Linked DNA regions of Gossypium hirsutum: regions 1 and 3 are each linked to region 2. Evidence: chromatin contacts called from public Hi-C data. All regions are on one chromosome and are shown on one strand. The core of a region is the stretch at or near the end of the contact, and the rest is flanking DNA. Distances in the headings are between cores, read along the strand shown.

Region 1 (3,196 bases), core at 112-2,611, 180 kb before region 2:
GTAATATTTAAAAAAAAGGACCTTTTGTAATATTTTAAAAAAAATTTTGAAAATTTTGGGCAAAAGTGTGTTCACGTCAGCACTCTTTTGCCAGACACAAGAAAAAAGCGCTGACATGAAAGCGTTTTTCTAGGTTATCTCCTGAAAACGCGTCTATATCAACGCGTATTTAGATTTTTGGTCCATACCCGTAATTATTTTTAATAACGACCATCTTTATAAAATTATATATAGAATAACTAAAAATTACTAACCATCTTTTCCACACAAAAAAAAAAGCTAACCATAATTCTGACCTCAATAATATAATATAGAGATTAAATAATTATTTTACCCTGTATAAAAACAATGATAATTATTTAATTAACAATGCCTTCAAAATACAATGAAAACAAAATTTATAAAATTACAATAACACAATTTAAAAATATTAGTATAGTAATAATTAATATTATAAAATATCAAAAGTGTCCTTAATATATTCTTGAAATATCAAAATACATCTATTTACTTCAATAACTCTAAAAGCAGTTGAATATATATATATTTAAGATAGATAAATGCACATTAAATAAAAATAACAAAAAATATAATAATAAAATTTATAATTTATAAGTAAATTAATTATTTTTTTTACAAAATACATGAATTTCCCTTATTAAGTTCTAATGCTTAAAATATCCCTAACTAACCTAAAATATCCCTATTAATTTTTTTATATTATTTAAAATACCCTTATTAATTATTTATACTACTTAAAATACCTCTATTAACTCTTAAACACTCCATTAAGAGTTGATTTTATATAATTTATATAGATTATTAGCTATTTTCATTGTTGCCAAATAATCATAGGTAATATCAACTTGGATATATATATATACACACGCGCATGAAGTTATTTGAATTTGACAATTTATATTAATTTGGTATTTAATTTTTTAAAATTTATCTGATACCTAAATTTTGAATTCATAAGTCAACTTGACACTTTTTTTAAATACTTGATTAATAGTATTAAAATATGTTGACGTGACACTGACGTCCAATAACATGGTGACATATAACAATCTCATATTCTGACAAGTGGAAAAATAAAAAATTATAACTTTTTATAAAATTTAAATATTTTATTTTAGTTTGCCATGTATCAAAATATGAGGCTTCCACATGTGCTCATGTTATTGGTCATTAATGTCACGTTAATATATTTTAACGGCATTAATAAGGTACCTAGAAAAAACATCAAGTTAACTTACAGTTTCCAAATTTAATTTCCAGTTAGATAAAAAAGAAATTTAAGCTTTTTCTCCGTAAGTTTTTTTGACTCAAAAAAGGCTAAAAGCCCAAAATCTTTTAGAACCCAATAAAATTTAAGACCCAAAATTGGCCTAAACTTTTAATCAAGGCCAAGTCAGCTTATCTTCAAATAGTACACAAAGGGATAGTGTCAATGTGAGAAAGTAGAGTCAGAAAACATCCACAAACTGAAAAACTCAAAGCCAGGCTGAGCCTATCAATCTACACCACAGACCACAACAATGGCTACTTCACTCTCACTCTCAAACTTCTTCTCCTTCCTTTTACCTCCTAATCCTTCTCCACCCAAAGCCCCACCGGCTCTCAACAGCCTTTCACTCTCTTCCCAAAAACCCAAAAATGCTCCTCTCTCATGGTCAGCTCCAGAGGATCAATCTTCTTCTTTATCCACTGAATTGTCATCAGTAATAAGCCCTTCTCTTGCAAATGCCAACACCCTTTTCTTCAAATCGGCTTACAATATCCAGGTTATTGTGGATGACAATGAACCTGAAGAAAGACTGCTTAACAGGTTCAGAAGAGAGGTCATGAAAGCTGGTGTTATTCAAGAGTGTAAGAGGAGGAGGTTCTTTGAGAATAAGCAAGATGAGAAGAAGCGTAAGTCACGCGAGGCTGCTAAGCGTAATCGTAGAAGGTAAAATTTTGGCCTTTCCTTTGTTTTTGTAAACTGTGTAAAGATAATGAAGAAAAAGAAAGGAACTTTGGATGCTATGCAATGTATGTCATATGCTTAGGCTCTTTTGTTTAACTTTTTTTTGAGTAATTTAGCATTGGAATTTGTGGGTTTTATTAGGGGTGGAAAGGAAGATAAGGGCTGAAGAATTCATATGAGATTAGACAGTTTTGGTTCCCTGGTGGAGCTTGGAGGATATGAAGGGGAAAATTAGAAAATTATTGTTGGGTATTTGTTTCTTAGCGATGAAAATTGAAGCCTATGCAGTTTTCCTTGTGATTGATTTACCAATGCAATGTGTCAAGGCCTAGCTGCTTTTGTTTTCCTTTGCGCATGGTGTTCAGTTGAGCTGTTATCCCCAGCATTTGATTTCTAAATATGGTTTGAGGAGACAACTTCAGTATATTGAACGAAGGCTTTCAAATTTGAGCTTGTAGAGTAGTGTTTAAGAAGGGTATATTCTATGCAGTTTCTGATATTAGTTGAACATGTAACATATTTGGTGTAGTTTTATTTGTTTCTTCTACATTTACATCCTCCATGAACTAGTTAGGCCTTGCCTTTTTCTGTTTGAGTTCATGGTCAATTTCCAACCCTTTTATCTTAGCTCTCAATGAGCATATTCTGTTTTGTGGTTATATTATATCTGTTGATAATAATTAGTGATGATTATGTCTTCTCTGATGCATATGTGATCAGGCGTCCCCAAGCAAGATTTTCACAACCAAACAAGCAGGAAGTATCTACAAAGAAGAGGGATGAGGATGACGAAGATAACTGGGACATTCCAAATGAAGCCCTTCCCTATTGATCGCATTTTGCCATGCCTTTTATTTACTTATCTTCTTCGTCTTTGAGCTCTGGCAGTTTTGTCTGTCCATTGTAAGTTGAATTAGGATGAATTCTGCCACTTGAATTGCCCTATGCTTTTCTTTTTACATAAATGAAGTCAAGATTTTCATTCCTTAAATTGATCTGAAGGCTTCCTTGCATTACCATGTTTTTGTTGGACCTATTGGAAGGTAACCCATATCGAACATGTGGAAGTTTGTGTTTGTCTATGTTTTCTCTTTTCTTTTTTCCAATTCCCACTTTGAGTTGCAAAGGAGACGACCGGTTCTTATTCTTGGTCATGGAAATGTCTTGTGTTCTGTAATGAGAAAAATATATCGGAGCTTGCTGGCTGGTGGTATGTCAATATAA
Region 2 (3,544 bases), core at 678-3,177:
TGAATATAATGTGAAGTTGAAAAAGATATCAATTGTCTGCATTTCTTTCATTGAACTTCTTACGTTAAATACAAAAATTAAGTTGTCATCTAACAAGACTTTTGTAATCTAATATTTTCTTGCACAGGAAAACAGGCTACAAGTACACATTCACTCCAAGTTTACATTTTCACTCAAATATGATTTTACAAAAAAAAAAAAAACAAACAAAACAAAACAAAAGCAAAAAGGCTTGGGTTTACACATGTTCCTAGTAGCAGAGGCAGCCATTGACTCAAGAAACACACATACACATTTATTACCTTTTTACATTTTACAAACATTAACTTTTTTCATAAACATAGAAATTCAGTTACTCTTACATAAAACATGTTCCAAGCCCTTGAGAAAGACCTGATCTTATTTGAAGACGATGTAGTAGGTTTGTATGAAGGTGAGGATCAAAAAGGTAGCCACAGCAAATCCAGAAACAATAGCCCATGGCTTACCCAAATAGTTATGCTTATAAAAAGCATTCCATCTAGACCGCCATTGATGACAATATCCATTCACATTCTCACAAAGCCTCAAATAATGGAACTCTTTCACATAAGAATCATGATATAAGGCCTTAAAGAACTTGGTCGAGTCTTCAGGAATCAGCCAATTGTCGATAATTCCGGTACCACAAAGTATGTCCAAGTCCTTGGAAGTGTTAATGAGATTACTTAGAAGAATGACATAAGATGCGACTCCAGGACTACAATTTGGGTAACATTGTTCAAAACTAATCAGATTCCTGAAGATGGTTTCTGTGGTTTCTTGGATCAGCAAAGATGGCATTTCAAGGATTCCATTTCTAAACCTTATATCCAAGATGCTACTCGATGAAACTCTTCGAAACTCAATTCCGGCTTCTTTAATACTTGTGGCAGAAGGAAAGGGTTGCCACCCCAAGCAATGCTGGCTATCTTCACCACTGTATGGTAAAATCAATGACTTCCTTAATAAGTCTAGAATATGTTTGATTTCCTGGTTGGCAAAAAGGTGAGGTTCAATGGAATGTTCATCAGATGAGAAAATGTTACTAAAGAACTGAAGGGTAAGTCCAACAAGAGACTTGGCTTCATTTGGACTAGCAGTCAAGCTAAATATGCGTTCAAGCACTAGCCACGGTATTTGATTTTCTAGCAAAATCAAATCATGAAACAAGTACTGCAACATACATGACATGGTGAAAACAGGGTCATCGTCATCTTTGGACACCAAGTTAGCATCCTTGCGGAACAGCTCAACAATAAAGCACGCATCAAGCACCAAAATTTTCACAAATTCATCGTGGCTGAAACCGATTGTACCTGCATAACATGCCCGAGCCTCTTCCTCGACCTCTTTGATGACATCAATGCACTGCTTCAACCTCGCTTCCGGTGAATGTGATCGAGCGATAAGGCATTGCAGATACTTGGATTTGATCTTTTCGGTCTCAGTCAAGTTCGGTTTGCCATGGTGAAAGGGCCCGAATGAAAATGCATTGGGGATGTATGCTTCTTCTTTGTGCCTGTAAAGTATGCTTGGTGTCTTGAAGATGCAACATGTAGATGGCAGAAAATTATTACGCACCATCATATTTTCCAGGGAAGATGCCACAGATTCAGAAGGACAATCCATACAAACAACATGATCTGACCTTCCATCCAATGCTTTTATGTTGGTGATGTTCATATTCTTTTCCCCTTCCTTTCTTCAGACAAAACACAAAAGTGACAGATATCAAAAGAAGAAGGAAAAATGTCTAGAATTAATATGGAAAAAACAAAGCAGAAAAGAGAGTTCAGGTTGTGCAGGTTTCAGTCCTAAAATCTGCAAACAAAAGTGTGATGGAAATTGAGTTTGAGTAGTTGGAAAAATCCATGGTGATCTAACAAAGTAAAAGAAATATAGATATAAATAAGCATGGTTATATGTTCTGGAGCTAAGTTTGAGATAGTCCCAAGTGTAAACTATTGGGGTGTCAAAAGAATAAAATATAATAAAGATAAAAGCAAAAGTTAAAGCATGCCTAATTTTTAATATTTCTTCTTCCCGCCTTTCTTCCTGGCTTGTAAAAAGTGGTAACTAAAACCACCACTCAATTTTATTAATATGGTTGTGATTTCTCTTTTAAAAAATTAACTTCTGGATTCTACTCTTCACTTTTCTCTTTGCTACTTTATCCAGCCTATTGGTGTTGCTTGAAAATCAAGTTTTGCAAACCAAAGTATTTTCTTCATAAAAACAAAATCAGATTTAACTCTCTCTTTTTATCTTCTATATCCCACTTATTGTTTATATTCGAGATTTTTTATTTCCTGCTCCATTAATATTATTTTTAAAAATTTAAACTCCTCTTCTCCTTTGCAAAATATAATATGCTTTGTTTAATCAATAAAATTATCAAGTTCCACTTTAATGTTCCACGTGTCACTCTCTGAACCTTTCAACAAACTCCATGTTCCCTGGAGGCCAAAGCTTAAGCCCCCACAATTTACACGTCAAATTTCCTCTCCCCAATAAACAATAAATCAGTTTGTGACAGCTCAACATTTTCACAGCCTTGATGAATCGTGAATTTATCACATCATTTATAATCATTTTCTAATTTTTTTATTTTTTTCCACATAATTTTAATAATTTTTTACTTTAAACTCCGAATCTTTAATCTCAAATTCAAAACTATGAATCCTAACCTTAGAAACTCGAATCCTGAATTCGAATTTTAAATCCCAAACTCAAATCCTAAACCTCAAGTGATTTAAATTCGGGATTGGAGTTTCAAGTTTAGAGTTCGAAGTTCGGGATTCAAAGTTCGTGTTCGAATTTGAGATTTCAAATTTAAAATTAGGGTTTAAAATTTGAGATTCAGAATAACAAAATTACAAAAATTATATATTAATAATATTAAAAAATATTAAAAAATTAAAAATTTTCATAATAATATAATAAAAAGAGTTCAGCATTAACCACTTTATTTTTCCTTGTTTTCAACTAACAAACAAATGGAAAACTGGACATCCGTTTATGGAATAATTTCCTAAATAGTGGCATCTTCCAAATTTCGTACACTTTCTAGGTTAATGTAAATTACAATAATACTCGCTATATAATTCATTCTACTTTAGACATTTAATTATTTAATTTTTTAATTTTATAATTTAATTTTTAAAATTAAATATTTTAATCACTTTCTTATTAGTTTACATGAACTTCTTTTTATTAGTCTAATATCAAATTTAACCCTCTAATATTTATACATTCCATCAACTTAATCCTAAATCTAAAACTTTCAATAGCTTTAATCACTAAAATTTACAAAATTGATAAAATATTTAGTTTAAATAATCAGATTCTTTTGATTTTGTTTTATGTCAAAATCAACTTCAATGAAAGCACTACAAATTAATTTATTTCAAAACATTCAAAAACAAAGAAGACAACTAATTAAATATATAAACAATTAAAGAAACTTAAGATATGGTGATTATTGAAGTTATAATTTTTGTTTAAAAAATAAAATAAAAATGAA
Region 3 (3,303 bases), core at 38-2,537, 140 kb before region 2:
TCATTCATGGCACAGATTGAAACATAATCATAAAAATCAATAATTGGGAGCATCATTATTCATCAAGCCAGAAAAAAAAACCCTTTCTTCTATTAAAAATGTAAATAGTCTACTAGACATCAAGATCAACACGTACTCAATTTCAGATCTCACATTATCGAAATAAAACATCATTCCTGAATGAAAAAAAAAAACAACCTTTGTACTCTTTTTTTTGCTCAAAACTTTGTACTCAATTTATGATAAAAATGTACGCCAAGAAATAAAAAAAGATTGCCTTTATCTCATAACGAAGCAAACTAATTCCAAAAACAAGACCAAGAAAACCAAAAAGAAATCAATTACCTAAATCTTTAAAAGTAGAGGAAGATTGAGATTTAAGTGCAAAGTCACCATTGGCAGCAGCAGGTTTCTCTTTAACAGGTGAAGGTGGAATGATAAGGCTATCTGTTTTAGGCTCTAAAGAAAGCCCAAGTTTCATGGCAGACTCTTGAGAGCTCTTATGCACTGAAACACATGAACCCATCTCTTTTTTTTTTCTTCTCCCACTCTCTCTCTCTGTCTCCAACTCTTTAGAACCACAGCATCCCAATTATTTTACCAATGGACTGTGCAACCCAAAAGGCAGAAGCAAAAAGAAAATGGGAGAGAAAGGAAAGAGAGCTCTTTTTCTTTAGCGTTATGTTAAAAAAGAAAGGAAAAATGGCTTCTGGAAGAGAAAGTGCTTAGTCTTGAATCGAAAGGGAAGTTAGCAAAACAATTAGCAAGCAGTGCTGGAAATAGTTTCTTTTTATTACTTTTTGTTCTTATAATAAAATATATTTAAAATAATCAAATTGGACCATAAATCCGACCTGTCCTAGATTAGCAACCTGTCCTAGATTAGCAAGAAAATTCCAAACAGAAAGAAAAAAGAGAGGAAAGCAAATGGAATATGGAAAACCCACTGAGGATGGTTGTGGCTATAGTACCAAAAGATAAGAGTTTTTGAAAATCAAAGCAATAACAAAATTCTAATAAAAAGAAAGAATTATATCTCTTTTGTTTGTATGCCAACACCGAACATCTCCAATTGTCATTGTCTGTCTGTTTGAGCTTTACATTCACTAAAAATATCACACCCTTCGGAATATATTTAATCAATCAAGCTTTTCAATCATGAATCATGGAGAAAATATTTATTAGAGATTTATGATCGGCCAAGCCATGTGGCTGCCTGGCGTGATCGTTTTTTTTTTCTTTCAAGCTTTGAACTTTCGAGATCAAACCATGTGAAATTCATATGAATGATTCACTATAATTTGATTAGTGGTTTAAACAAATCCCACTTTCAAGTCACAATATGTGTTTGCTTTCTTAGGCCCAAGACTGCAAATCCACTTTCCTTCTATCCAAACAAAACTTAAAACTTGGGCTCCAAACAATAAGAAAAAGCCTAAAACTTGGACCCTATTTGATGAACAAGAAAGAAAATGGGACTTTGGAGCTCACTGGCTTCACATGGATATCATGGTAAAAGCATTTAGCTTCGCTTTTCATGGATTCTTAAGATATGAAAAAGAGTTTCTAAATTCTAATCTCCTTTTCAGCTCTGGACCTTTTTTTCTGCAGGATGGGTATGTTTCATTGCTTTGGTAAAGCTCTCTCCTTTACTTTTTTGGTACATAGTCTTCACTTTTTTGCTTTAGTTATTATTGTGATTATATCTGCTAATTGGGGTAAGTAAAGTTCAAACTTTGTAATATTCCACGACCTTTATGTTATTATTGTGATTATATCTGCTATTTGGGGTAAGTAAAGGTCAAACCTTGTAATATTCCACAACCTTTTTGCATTGGTTCTTCTTGAAGAGTACCATTCCTTAGGAACACCATGTTCATGCATTAGAGCAATGAACACATGCTAAAGCCTTTGTGGATTTGTTTTGCAGGTGAGATGGTGGGTTAGGGCCTTCAATAAAATGATTTGAGATTATTGGTGATAATGACCTTTCTGAAGTGGTCTATGTATGTACAAACCGGCCTGCAAAGATAATTGAATGATATTATGGAGACATGGTTTATTGGTTGAGCTAATCAGAAATAGTGATTTAAATCTACCAATTGTTGTTAAGACTGATGAAGAAAACCCAAATTAATTTCAGAGTCGTTGAGCTGAAACCTGTTATCTACACACACTGTTTCATCTTTGGATCAAATTGTTCCATCCAGGTGCTTTCAAACGAAAACGAGATGTCCATTTACGTGCACGCACGTGAGAGGCATACATTTATCCTCGACAAGAAACGATTCTTAAATGTGTTTGCTATGCCATGCTCCAAACCTAAGTCCCATATTTTTTTGTTGTTAAATTATGCATAGCTTCACGTGTATTCACGTGCACATTAGGTTCTGTAAACCTAGTTTTATGGATGTTTGAAACTTTCAATGCAATTTCAATTCTGGGTTTAAAATGAAAAAGCAGTAAACCCCAAAGTTAAAAGTTCTCCTAAAATGCAATAACTTCACTTGTTGAAGTGAAGAAGTGGCCTTCCAGGCAAGAAAATGGAAGGGGAAAAAATGGGAAAATGAAAATTTTGTTGATTTACTCCTTTTGTTCATTGAAGTTGAGAGAGCCAAAAGTATAGTAAGGGTTCCATTGACAACCTGGAGTTGCAATGATGATTGATTGATTCATGGGTGGGTACGTGGAGCTTGTCAACGTAGGAACTTCATGCCAAATTTGACCTATGATTCGCTAGCCTTCCTATCATGCCTCAGCTTTTCGTTTCAACTTTCATGGACATATATATCTTCAGCGGATTGATGTCATCCTCTTTATGTTTCAAAATTTCAATCATTTCCCCTCATCCAACTTGCTTCACATACTACCATTGCTTTTTCTCCATCTTAAATGCATTTATTATTGTGTAACAAATTCTATTGACATTTATAAGAATATCAGCCTTTTTCTGATTGTGATATAAGGGGAATTTTATTTTATTATTTATATTTTCCTAAAATAGGCGTTTTTCAAGATTATTTTTATAATTTTTTTTAGCATTACACAACTTCAACATCTACCGATTTCGAGGTACATATCAATAATTTTTGAAGGAAACTCGACACTCATAAGTATTGTGAAATTTAGTATTTATTCAAAGATTCCTTACAGAATCTAATTTCCATCATTTAGGACATGATAAAATAATTATACTTTGACATTGACTCTATTGGGTGTTTAGGTCATGATCAATTTTTTAGATTTGTTAACGTTAGAGTTTGTGTGACCCGAATCTCATCACTTGTTGAAGAAATAAATGTA

What was found. Hi-C and Micro-C count contacts between places; a contact is called where the count stands out from the background.
Region 1: a contact with region 2 is called in a Hi-C map of leaf, with 1.7 times the contacts expected there. The contact joins the promoter of LOC107899715 here to the promoter of LOC107899709 in region 2. A contact is called at or near these places in 2 of 34 Hi-C or Micro-C datasets (both in leaf).
Region 3: a Hi-C map of leaf shows a contact between it and region 2, with 1.9 times the contacts expected there. The contact joins the promoter of LOC107899714 here to the promoter of LOC107899709 in region 2. A contact is called at or near these places in 2 of 34 Hi-C or Micro-C datasets (both in leaf).

Annotation. Positions count from the first base shown.
Region 1 is chrD04:16,401,881-16,405,076 of Gossypium_hirsutum_v2.1, forward strand. LOC107899715 (30S ribosomal protein S21, chloroplastic) reads left to right here and starts at 1,362. Exons shown (of 2, transcript XM_016825494.2): 1 at 1,362-1,954; 2 at 2,693-2,963. The coding sequence starts at 1,542. The coding sequence ends at 2,804.
Region 2 is chrD04:16,583,331-16,586,874 of Gossypium_hirsutum_v2.1, forward strand. It overlaps LOC107899709 (UPF0481 protein At3g47200), which reads right to left and starts at 1,928. Exons shown (of 1, transcript XM_016825488.2): 1 at 17-1,928. The coding sequence starts at 1,704. The coding sequence ends at 400.
Region 3 is chrD04:16,447,411-16,450,713 of Gossypium_hirsutum_v2.1, forward strand. It overlaps LOC107899714, which reads right to left and starts at 1,288. Exons shown (of 3, transcript XM_016825493.2): 1 at 346-1,288. The coding sequence starts at 526.